Regions from separate parts of the Zea mays genome. Here region 1 is linked to region 2. Evidence: chromatin contacts called from public Hi-C data. All regions are on one chromosome and are shown on one strand. Each heading gives the region's core, a stretch centred on a gene start, on an enhancer-like site or on the middle of the called end of the contact. The rest is flanking DNA. Distances are from core to core; before and after follow the strand shown.

Region 1 (6,434 bases), core at 2,373-4,872, 630 kb after region 2:
TATGATGCAGGACAAAAGGTGCAGGTAAAGTAACATGGGCTCTGGGATGAATCATACATTGTCAGTAAGATTTCTGAACTCCTCGGAGTTTGCAATTACCAACGCTGGAGCCAAATATACAAAGGAGCTTCCTTGAATCAGTGGAAGTCGAGAACCCAAAAAAGTATGTAGTATTGTAGTAAGACCAGAGACTAATAACATGGTGGAGATGACTGTTGCGGTATCCTCCTGCCACATTAAATGAATTCATCATTTGAAGGTGGTTTTCAGTGTAAATAAGTGCAATTAAGAAAAGAAGGAAAGCTTCATACATCAGAACCACCCATTGCAGGTACGAGTATCAAAGGAACAAAGACAAGTGAACCAGTTATTGACAGCTAATGTTGCATGCCATAAAATATTAGTAGTGCTGCAATTGGAAAAAGAAAAATATGTCAATAGTTATCACAACAGTTATAATTAGATTGACATCAAATCAAAAAGTCAAAGAATCACATATCAAATACGGATAATTATTTTCCCTTAGTTGATAAACTACGGAAGCCTTCCTACCAAACTTTTCCCTCATAAAGAGCGGCCTGCTCCCTGACGATCCACGTAGCCTGCGCCTCCATGAGCCACATGCCCCGACCGGTCAAGGCAACCGTGAACTCACGTTCTTCAACGGCTAGTGAACTGTGGCCACATGCCCTCTGCGAGCTGCGCGCTAGAGTAGGACATTGTGATGCCCCCGTCACCGTGCTAGAGTAGGACATTGTGATCATCCACTCCTATTAACTAAGAAAGGTGTTTAGGGTTCCCTTGTATTATCTTCTACATGTAACTTGGATTCGCTATAAAATCTAAGTACAAAATCACCTTGGATAAAACTATAGCAATCTTATATCCTAACATCCATGTAACTGCACCAGGTATTCTAGACTACAGATTCCAAGGTTTATTTAGTGCCACAATTTTACATATAATAACGTAGATAAAGAGTGCATAACATTACCTCCCAAATTTCTTGTTGGCCACATATTAGATAGTCAAGTTCTTGAGGTGAAAATATGAGGAGGGATGACATGCCAAAAACCTATGAAACATTAAAATACACAAGAATTATTGGAGTTAACTGAACAAAACAAAATCAGAACAAGTGGAATTAATATAGATTGTATTAAAGCAATGCCAATGAGGTTGTAATTGATTTTATATGGATCAGAGCAGCTAACTAATAGCTATTTAAGAGGTATAACTAATTTGCTGATTATAAAGTTGCAAATTGTAATAAATAATGACATTGCAACACAACTAAGTTTCCTGATAGGGGAAATTTCTTCAACTAAAATTCAAACGTAAGTAATATTTGACATTAAATGAACAAGAAAAATCCAGGTTACAACTGCGACAACTGTAGTTGACTGTTGATTGCACTCCTTCAAGCTATGCCAAATAAAATAATCAGTCTAACAGACTGACAGGCATCGAACACAGCAAGAAATTAAATAACTCGCAACAAGTTATCAGGGCGAAGGTTTAATTTAAATGCTCAAAACTTAACATTGTTCACGTCCACTGCCACTTCCCAGTACCAAATTCCTAGGCAACAACTTTAGCATCAAAACTATGGTTTTTGAAGTACATAAGGAGACCCAACATAACATCCAGAATCAACGAAATAGAGGAGATATCCAAAGGGCATCATATTTATGCATTTTCGGTCATAGGGTACTCAAAGACCACATCTTTCCCACACAGCCTGCGGTAGACTGCAGTGCAGGTCTCCAGCTTGTATTCGGTGTTGTTCCTCTCCTTTGGGTCCAAGAAAATCTGAATGACATTACAAGAAAAGGTTAAGTAACTTGCTGCATGATGTTAGCCATGAAACCATAAATGTATCCAAGCAATTCTAGGTAACAAAAGTCAAGGCAAAATTTTAGATGTTTTTATACAAGTGAATACAGTTCAGTAGAGATGCCAGTGGCATCCTTCAGTTCCTCAGTAGGACATGAAGGGAGGATGGAAGCATCTACCTTGATAATCTTGGAACCATCCAGACGGTATCTGACACGCTTCCCCACAATCTCGGCTGGGTAGACAACATCCTCCAAGATGCCATCGTGAACAGCAGTGAGAGTCCTGGTGCGAGGGCGCACAACAGCTGAACCCTTCTTGGGTGGCCTCACGATCCTCCTTGTAGCAACAATTACCACATCCTGTGCCAGGTAAAACGCATGATAAGCATTCTTGCAAACTTGACTCTAATATTATATACCAAACAAGACTGTTCAGCCAAAAAATTCTAAACATATGCTGGGTACAAAAATCACCATAAGAACCAGACTCATAACAAGATGCATATTATGACAAAAGACATATCTATATCACACAGACACTAAGCACTAACAAAACAAAAAGAAGCAGCATATGTAGTACAAGTAGGCATGCCTAACAATAACATGTATGAAAACTACAATTGGTAATGTGGGGTCAGAAGTTTCTGAAAATCCAAAAAAGTGATGAATCAAATGGATATTGACAATCAATCGTGACATGTTCATGACAACCAATTTTACGCTAGTGTAATAGAATTACAATAGAATGGAAACTTTGATGCTACATCTCCTAATCATGATAATCAACATAAGTTGCATAAATCTATGTAATCTCATGCCCACTAAATGCATTACCCCGTTCAGGTTTATGTAGTAGCTACAATCAGCATATAAACCTAAACCACGAACAACAGTAGAAAAAACAAAAAAGAGAAAATCACCTTGCCGCTGAATTTCTTCTCCAGCTCCCTGACGAGTCTGACATGGATCTTCCTAAAGGCCTTGCGCAGGCGGTATGGGACGTGGATGACAACAGCCTTCCTGCTCCCGGTAACATCCATCTGGCTGCAAAGTCACAACAAACATCCTCACCAAATGTCACAACCATGCACCACATGCTACTACATCTCAACAGGCGATAGAAGATAGAAAGAAACGTTATGCATACATAGCATTGTTGATGTACAGGTCCTTGAGGTCGCTCTTGAGCTCCTGGTTCCCATTCTCCAAATCAAAGAAAGCCTACAGGTACAACAAGTCAAAAAGCACATCACAACCCCGACACATTGGCAACCACAAACAAACAGAGCAGCAGTTCAAGGAAAATAAACGCAGTAAAAGGAGGAGAGAGGAGGTGGGTTGGCGCTATGCTCACCTGGGCAACGGAGTCCTCGAACTCGGAGGGCTCAAGGCCCTTCTCCTTCTGGATCTTCTTCCTCGCGGTGTACATCTTGCCTTCCCTTCGCCACCGGACCCTGCGGCCAAGGAGGAGATTCGATAAGTAGAGCACGGATCAGCAACCAGCGCAAGGGGAGATGATAACCATAGAACGCGAGGGCAGATCGATGGAGGCGCAGCCGAAGTGAGCTGAGCCAGTGCTCCTCACACACGAGACCTACAAGTACAAGCATGACAGCCAAATCGCATCAGTGGGGGCACTGCAGTGTGCTAGGAATCATAGGTCATTTCGTCAGGGATGAGGATGAGGGCGTTGCAATCAACCAAGCACGAGGGTGTGTACCTTGACGGGGTCGGACGCGGCGACGCGGGATCCGGCGGCGATGGCGCGGAGGGGCGCGGAGAGCGCCGCCATGGGTGGGGGTGGGGAATGGGAGCGGGCGGGCAGGCCTGCGCGTACGGTGTGCTAGGGTTTGACCGACGCCGCGAGGAGGGGGGCAGGAGCGAGGAGGTTTTGCCTTTCGGGCTCGGAGGCGAGCGGGCAGCGGAGGGCGGAAGGTGGTGACACCGCGGAAGCGTTCAGCGTGTCTGCGTGTGATCGTTCCTCGAGCGGGCAGCGGGGCTGCGGCAGGAACGCCATGCGTGGGAAGGGATCGCGGGGGCTGCGGCAGGGAAGCGGATGCGCAGGGACGAGTGCGGGAGAGACGTGGGATGCGGCAGGGGCGTTGGATGCGGGTTGGACGCTCTGGATGTGGCAGAACGTGCACCACGGTTGGCTGTGAATGCCTACAATAGATACTTAATTAGTAGTAGAGAAGAGATAGAGATTACATGTAAAAAAATTGTCCTGGGTCTGCCACTGTGCTCGCCGACGCCGCCCTAGCGCTCGCCGCCGCTGCATGCCCTAGCGTTGGCCACAGCCAGCGGTCAGGCAATAGGTCACCCCGGTTTCCCGTGTGGCCGGTGGCCCTGCCTGGCAGCCTCCCCATGGCCCCACTTGCCCGCTGGCCAGTGGGCCGTCGCCCGCGACACTGGCCTTCCAGTTGAGCACTCCTCAACTCACGGTTCCTAAGCTACTGCGTCATTGTGGTCTCTGCGTGGTTAAATGTGTGTTGAGCCAACAGGTGCAATTATAGCAGGAGTGGTATAAAGCTTATTACTATTGAATAATGTGGTGAAATTCCGAAGATCAGATCAAAATGCATTAGGGCCTGTTCGTTTGCGCCGGAATTCATCCCAGAATCGTTCAGCTAACCAAACCTTATATAAATTAGACAAGCAATCTGGCTAGTAATAATTCCGGGTGGCCAATCCCCAAGAATCGAACAGACCCTTAGCTAAATTTGAAATTTATCTGCGGGTCTGTAGCACACATGCTTAGTTGGTAGTTACAATTGAACGTGAGAACTGCAAAATCATTTTTCACGGTAATATGTGGATATAAATATGCTAGCGTCTCTTCTCTTGCTCATGCTTCATAGAACACTAATCCTTTTATATCATTGAGGACTTGAGGTTTCAACTTCTTTACGCGAAAAAACTATTATGGCACATTATATAAAAAAAATCTAGGTCCGCTACGGCCAACAATCACCCGTAATAGAAAAAGAAATCAATTCTTAGGCTGTCTCCAGCAACGTCCTCTATATCTATCCTCTATATCCGTCTTTTATAGTCTTCTCTAAAAGTTTTCATCCTCTATATCTCTTTCTTCTCCAACAACGTCCTCTAAATCACGTCATCTATACTCAAATACATATATTAGAGACATTTCTTATTTTATTTTTTTACATACGTATTTGTTATACTCTCAAGTATAGTGTACATATTTTAGTTTTGTTAAACCAGTTATTTAAAGTATTCAAATGGATAGAGGACCATTTAGAGAAACTCTATATAGAGAGAATTTAGCAGCGTCCTCTAAATTTAGAGGACCGTTTAGAGGACGCTGCTGGTATAGATGTCCAAACAGTGCGGGCCGCCCGTTTAGCCCGTGGCACGACACGAATTTAGCCCGGTCCAAACACGGCCCGGCACGGTCGGTTACGTGCCCGGGCCGGCACGGCCCGTTTAGTGGGCCGGGTATGGGCAAATACGGTGGCCCGCGTGCTTTGGCCCGGCCCGGCCCGATAAATGGGTTGGCCCGACGTCGGCCCGCATATTTATGTAAATACTAAATATGTAAATACATTTAATTCTCTTATAATATATAAATACTAAATACGCGGCCAAACATATATAAAATGCATACATAAATATAAAATGCATACATAAATATTTTGTTGTCTTAATATATGTAAATAATATGTTAATATATATGATTAATTCTGTTAAATGTATGTATTTATATACCGCTCTATTGTTGGTTCGAGCCAGTGGCCGGCCCGGTACGTTGAGGTCCACCGGGCCAACGGGCCGGCCCGGCACGATTTTTCCCTGTGCGTGCCGGGTTTGGGTATGTCCCTAGGCACGTGGGCCAGCCCGACCCGGCTCGAAGCATCAACGGGTCGTGCCTGGCCCGGCCCTATTCGTACCGGGCCGAAACGGGTTCGGGCCAGATCCGTGCTGGGTAGCCCGTTTGGACATCTATAGCTGCTGGAGAGCATAGATTACTGTTTGGTCCTCTATATTTAGGGTAGAGGATCCTTTAGAGGACCTTGTTGGAGTCAGCCTTATCTGCTACGTATGCCAAGATAGATAGATAGATAGATAGATAGATACGAGCCTGAAATTTAATAGGATCCACAGCATAATATTTTATAGCAGCAGGAGAGAGGAAGTGACGTTTAAACAGCAGGAAAGCGATGGCCATCTCGTCTGACGAACTCGCGATGGCGTTTCATATATTTTTCTTTATCTCGGTTGTTCTTGTTCTGACAGTGACACAAGTGAACCACTGTTGGCTGATGATTGCTCCTAAATGTAAGTGCAAGTGAGCACGCACTGCATAGCTGTAACTGTAACGTAAGGCCCAGAAGTTATATGGGCCTTGGCCCACGTTTGTACTGGGCCTTAGGATTAAACGGAGTGGCCAGTGAGCGACAGCACAGAGAAAACTTGCTAAAAATATAGAGGAGACAGAACAGGTTTTTATTTATCTACCTATCTATTTTCTATTTTATTAAAAGAATAGAATCAAAATAAGTCTTTACTGTTGGTTGCGAGGGTCTATAAATTATAAAGTTATATATATATATATATATAGACTATTAGATTTTA
Region 2 (6,469 bases), core at 701-3,200:
GCTGTCAACACCATGTCTGATGGTGCAACAGTGACAACTCTAAAGAATTGAGATCAGGACATAAGTTGTTCTGAACTGGCATTTATGTTGCATGAATGCTCAAGAAGGCACTTAATCTGAAAAAAGAACGGATATTACCTACTTTGGATTCTCAGAGATAATAGTAGACAGCGATGGCCTAAACATCCGTTCTCGAAGCGTCTCAATAAAATTGTTAGGACCTGCAAAATAAACAGAGAGAAGATTAAAGGAGCACACTAGAAAAGCCATGAGAGCAAACTTTCATACATAAAGTTTATAATATACATGTGAAACATAAAGGTGAAGGGTAGTAGAATGAAGTTGGATGCATAATTTCATTTCCAAATGTAGAATAAAGATGAGAAGAGGTAGGGAATATGTCAAGTACAGACCAGGCACAGCTGCTCCCCAATGCTTTTCAACGCCCTCGACGGCAGCGGCAATTGCTTTTCCTTTCTCCGCCGCCCTTTCCATCCGTGCAATAGCATCATATAGGCACTTGGCTATGTCCAGAATTGCAATGACCTCGCCATTCTCCACGACAGGCAGATGCCTGAACTTACCTGGAACCGAAGGATACGTTTCATCAGGGAACATTAAAAGATGAATATAGGTGAGGCGCACAGAAACCGTGGGAGCATTCACAGACCTTGCACCATCTTTTGCAACGCCTCGACTGCAAGCGTGTCCGCGAGAACAAATACAGGGTTTCGGGTCATGACCTTGGAGACCGGTGTCTCTTCCATCTTCAACTCACGAGCAATCACCCTTGTGGTTATGTCCTGACCAGCGTTCCCAAAATACAGCATACAGTGAGAAATGGGAACATCTAAGGCGGCACTGACACGAAAAAAAAAGCGAAGGAACATCCCCTCACCTTGTCGGTGAGGATCCCACAGAGCAAAGCGTTGGAGTCAGTCAGCAGCACGGCGTCAACCCTGCGTGACGCCATCCTCCGACAAGCCTCGTGCACGGTTGTGTGATCCGGTATCGTCAGCGCCTTGGACAGCCTCAGCCTTTTCACGGTCCTCTCGCCGGTCAGTGACCTGGAAAGAATCACACGAGGTACGTTTTTTTTCAGCTGTGAAGATTTTGGTCTTGTCCATTTGATAGAGCAGGCATGGCAATATAATCATGGCTTGACAGCAATCAATGTCGTGTTGCAATCTTGCTTGTGTTAGTGAAACGTGTGTGGTTTACGTTACACGCGAAATTCCACAGCCGGAGTCATGCGTATGTGGTACGGCATGGTTGTAAGAGTTGAATGGGATTCAGCACTTGTCTGTTGTAACTGAAAAACGGCCCGTACTTGGTATTGTTAGACTAAAAAGTGCGTAACATCCATCGATTCCACAAACCGGGGGAGGTGTCAAATCTAGGCTATGGAAGCTCCCAGCTACAAACAAAGCGAGGCACACGGAAGCTACTCCAGGTTGACACGCGACGCGACGCTTGAAGCCTTGATCCGAAGACACCATGCGTCCATGCCACAGAGACGGTAGGTACGGAGCACGGTCTACGCTACGCATAACAAGGGCAGAGCAAGGCGGGTGCGGCGGATCACGTACGTGGAGTGGCCGCGGGAGAGGGAGACGGAGGACCGCCTGGAGGGCGGCGGGGCGTCATGGCCGTGCCCGTTCTCGGCGGGCAGGACCCTCCTCCTGGATCCGGAGGACGATGAGACGTTCCTCCGGCCGGCGCCCGCGCCCGCGCCGCCGTCCATCTCCCGGCGCGCGCCGCCCGCCGGGGGAAGCGAGAGCCTCCGATCGGCGACGGCGCTGATCCGCGGCGGCGCAGGAGCGGGGGATTCTCTTTGTCTCGCCCGCTGGCTCCCGCGAATCAGGAGCGCTCCCCAATAGGTGGGGGAAGGCGGAGACCGGAGACGGGGCCGAAGGTCGCGGCGTGCGGCAGGGTATCTAAAATTTTCCTTCTTTTTTTTCGCCGAGCTGGTGGGTGCTGGGTGGTGGTGTTCGGATGCCCCCGTCCCGTGCGTGCGCGCCTGGCCTGGCCCGCGTGGTGTTTGCTTTGCGCATTCGTGTCGACGAGAGGCGGCTGAGTGGCTGACGGCTGGGGCTGGATAATGCCGCGAGGCGTGCGATGCGGATGTGGGGACCATAGCAGACTGCAGAGAGAGCAGCTCCGGGCCTCCGATCGAAATCCAACCGTGTCGACGCGGCCCACGCCACCCGTCGGGCGGCCGACCCGCGCAATCCCGCGTCGACACGACTGTTTAGACGCATGGCGGTGGTGATGTGTCGCCCGCGGGACGGGACACGGGACTGACCACCGCGCCGCGCCGCTTCCCTGAGGTGAGGGGCCGGGGACGCCGCCGGGCAGTATATATACCGCTGCCGGGCGGCGAGCGCTGGTGGCCGTGCACCAGAAGGCCGAACACCTGGCGCCGGCCGCCGGGAGACAATGCCTCAGCTCGCGTGCAATGCAAATGCTACGAGAGCGGGCGGCTTGGGGTCCTCTCTCCGTCTCGACCACGCCAGTTCGACCAGGTACGCCGTCGCCGGCGGCGGATGGATGGCTAGGTCGTCGCTCCTTCATTCTTCTGTTACTTCCGCCACGCATTCTTAAAGGGTGTTTGGTTTGTAGGGACTAATTTTTAGTCCCTACATTTTATTCCACTTTAGTTACAAAATTATCAAATATAGAAACTAAAACTCTATTGTAGTTTCTATATTTGTCAATTTATATACTAAAATGGAACAAAATGAAGGGACTAAACATTAGTCCCTAGAAACCAAACACCCCCTTAGATACTTCCTCCATACTCGGTCAGTCTAACTTTCCTCCATCTAGTAGTATTATGTTTTATTATATCAAATATTTCGATTTGATCGGCAATTTTTTTTAAAAAAAATTATATAGGTTAACGACATAAGATTTTGTTTTCGTATCATTATTATGACAACTGCTTTCAGCACACAGTATATAATTCACAGATATTACCTTTCAGCCCACTGACGCCTAGGGCAACTGCATAAACACAAGTGTACAGCACAATTTTTATCACAAACTTGCGAAAACATCCGGCTAGATTTGACACCCAACCCGCCCTCTCTTTTTTGCAGATGAAATCATGCAAGCCTGTACCATTAAAAGGAGTTAGCTACTGATTGAAAATTTGACATCTGCTAGGCAATCACATAATTTTACAGCATCACACTTTTTCTGCACATCACACTAGGTAAGAGGAGCGTGAGACCCAGGCTCCACGAGGGTCACTGCAGGTTGGCACATCCAAACAAACATAAGCAGCAAGCACAGTGCTAGGAAATAAACTTTGTGCGACAACGTAACGGGGCTTAAGTTCGGCAAGGAGCGGCACAGTTTCCGCATCCTGTTATTGAACTCCACTTCCTCGGCTAACCTTGCCAGCAGCCACCTTGACAAACCTCAGCTACACAACAATAGTATGCGGCACCGGCACCGCCCCGTTAGCAACAGATGCACGCCCCGTTTCATTTGTCGGTTGCACGCTCTGCCGAGTAAAGCAACATCTGGCTGCTTGTACTTGCACCGGCACCACCATTGTTTTCTTTTGCCAACATCTGCATTTCATCATAATAGAGAACTTCAGACTAACATGCGAGGAATACATAGCTGCATTTACCAATTTCGTAAAAAATGATTCATAGTGAGCAATAATCTCTTTTTTTTTCTGAGATGACTGACGAGTTCCATTCTGATGAACGGTGTTCCTTTCAAGCTTCAGGATATACAAACAGAACATTTTGTGAGACATGGTTCGTATGCACGTTTACTGTGTCCAGCTTACAAATGGTTGACTCTAGAATAGTAAGGCAGCACGATCCACTTGCCGTCGAAATCATACCAAAAAAGCTCAATTAGAATATAACAAGAATGACTTTTGGCGTTTGTTATCTTGTCCTACTTAAGAGTAGAGCTACATAACTGAGTTGAGCTCTGACAGGGCTTCCGGCCATTGATGTTAGATTTTCACATAATATTTTTTAGCTGTCCCTTAATTAAGAATGGAATTGACACAGTTTTAAGTAAAATCGGACCCAAAACCTACGCAAGGTGTACAAACTACCCAAGCAATGGCAGCCTCACACATAAAACTCATCCAGAGTCATCGTTGTCGAGCTCAACATAATGGACCAAAGAAAACTGGACGACGTCTATAGCCAAACACTAACACAAATGGAGGAAGACCGCGGAGCGTCGTCATTGTCAAGCCTCGAGACACCACACGTGAGGCAGCTCCGATTCTTCACGAACGGGACTTTCAATCTTGATCTTCCGCCTCGTTCCCAACATATGCCTAACCTCAGAAGCAATCCTTCCACGAAGAAGGGGGCGTCTCACGTCATCATTGACGAGCCACATCCCCTGACGTAGCAGCTTCGACTTTACGCTCCAACACCGTACCTCCACCCGCATACCAAACGCTAAGAAGCGAAAGCATCTACAGAAAAGCGATGTCGTGGTCGGGACAAAACTTCAATAGCGACCTCTTCAGGAAGGGAGTGACGTTGCAGACGTCATCGTCGCATGTCCAAGATGACAGGCTTTCACCCATAGAAGACAGTGCTGAGGAATGCGACGCTCTCAAGTGGGTAAGCGACGCTCACGAGCGTCATCGGCGTCGAAAGCCTTGACGAAGTCCCCCAACACAACGTCAAGTCAAGGTCAAAGCAAGCTACCTCCGTCGTCGTCGTTGCCCCGACACCCGCACAAACCTTCCAGATGGGCATCGACGCACCGATTGCCGCGGCAGCTGCCACCCCTCGAGTTGGGCAGATGGAACCGGGCACCACCATGCCACGTGCGACACTACCACGCGCCGGAGTCGTTGCTAGCAGTTGTCGTCGACCCTGGAAAATGCGGCCACCTAAGCCAGCAGTCGTCGGGCGTGTCTCGCAACTCGTTGCCAGCAGTCGCCTGGTGCAGCACCCCTCGGCTAGCCAAACCTTATAGCAACAGCCGTGACGTGGCGGGTCTGAGGTGCTGGCGCGCGCACCACAGCCGGCGCCGCTGGGGCCACTTTGCTAGCCCACCGTCGCCCCGAGCTGACACGTTCTCGGCTGCCGTCGAGCCACCCAACCTCGGAGCACCGCCGTAGGACCAGACCGCAGCCACCGCCGCCCTAACCCCTCTCGGCCTCCAAGCTTCGCACGTCATTGGTCGACAGCATCTTCCCTGTTTTGGCAATGCGAGGAGACGAGCTCGCCCACGGCGACGTGGAGCAGGAAGCCAACGCTGAAGCCGTCCTGGAGGCCGTGGCTGAGCTTGCGGAGCGCCAAGACGTGGCCGAGCCACGCTTCCCGCACACACAACGCCACGCCCGCGTGTGGGACCTTGTCCACCTAGACGCCACCACGGCACACGCCCGCCTACCTGCCGCCGCGTCGCGACTAAGCTGCACAGCAAACCCTTTCAAATCTAAAGCATAGGGAGACCAATCGAAAGAAGAACTTTTCGTGCCGCCATCCTTGGGGCCCGTGCTGGCCTACGGCGGACTCCTCCAGCGACTGCGAGGGGGTGGAGGGAGGCGGAGGGGGTGGCAGCGCTAGGGTTTAGAGTTTAGGGGCAACCTGTGTCGCTCGAGCGGAGGACGATGCGGGGGCTGGGGTCGGGACGTTGCTCACCTCACTGGATATCCTTCTTTCACATAATACTAGAGCAGTACTAGGACGATGCCACTTCTGTTGTCTCATATTATTAACGACGTCTTTGAAAATATGACACCATATACTCTCTGGTTGACTGGTTGACACCTAGCAGCTAATATCATTGTTCAATGCTGACCAACACGCAATGTTTTGAATATTTTTACTTTGTCAGATGATAATTCTCTTGTCTGCGTGGAAATTGGGAAGGTAGAAAACATCAGAAAACCATGCACCAAAGTATTGTAGCAATAATTGGTCCGCAGGATAGGAATACAAAATGTATCAAAAAGTTTTTGGAGCGAGATCTCTATCTAAATCATCAGCCGCAACGATACATGACGTAGTAAAAGAAAGGCATTTTACTGTACCTTTTTGGCTTTCGTATTCCTCAAAGCATTTGTCAGGAGTTCCTCAAGTTTCTCAAGTTCATTGGCATCCGACTCCTCAGCGTTGTTTTGTTTAGACCTGCAGGTTTGTTACATTGTTGCCACCATTGAACATAGAAAGTTGGGAGAGAGTAGTGAAAACTTAGTGTTACCATGTTGCGATCTCCTTAAGTCTCGACTGTAAATCTGAAGCAGCTACATCCCGGTTCTGGGGCAAAATACTTTAGTCAGCTGTATTTATCAGAAAAATAACAGAATGTCTCTTTAGTCAGCTATAATTAACAGAAAAATAACAGGATGTCTCTTTTGTGTGTAGATGAAGTGTCCACTCCGTTTGGGTAATTATACTACAAAGGACAACGCAAGCGAACAAAATACTGGGCAAATTAATGGCAAGTGAAGCGACATATATTG

What was found. Hi-C and Micro-C count contacts between places; a contact is called where the count stands out from the background.
Region 1: a contact with region 2 is called in a Hi-C map of ear, with 3 times the contacts expected there. The contact joins the promoter of LOC103650839 here to the promoter of LOC100279329 in region 2. A contact is called at or near these places in 2 of 25 Hi-C or Micro-C datasets (ear and tassel).

Annotation. Positions count from the first base shown.
Region 1 is chr3:161,792,392-161,798,825 of Zm-B73-REFERENCE-NAM-5.0, forward strand. It overlaps LOC103650839 (40S ribosomal protein S7), which reads right to left and starts at 3,623. Exons shown (of 6, transcript XM_008676424.4): 1 at 3,559-3,623; 2 at 3,193-3,432; 3 at 2,986-3,059; 4 at 2,759-2,882; 5 at 2,016-2,198; 6 at 1,503-1,812. The coding sequence starts at 3,267. The coding sequence ends at 1,690. It also overlaps the pseudogene LOC115101001.
Region 2 is chr3:161,169,026-161,175,494 of Zm-B73-REFERENCE-NAM-5.0, forward strand. LOC100279329 reads right to left here and starts at 1,951. Exons shown (of 14, transcript NR_176412.1): 1 at 1,590-1,951; 2 at 899-1,067; 3 at 671-803; 4 at 414-584; 5 at 139-221; 6 at 1-39. It overlaps LOC100272251, which reads right to left. Exons shown (of 5, transcript NM_001146746.1): 3 at 6,208-6,263; 4 at 6,038-6,134; 5 at 2,964-3,581. The coding sequence ends at 3,492.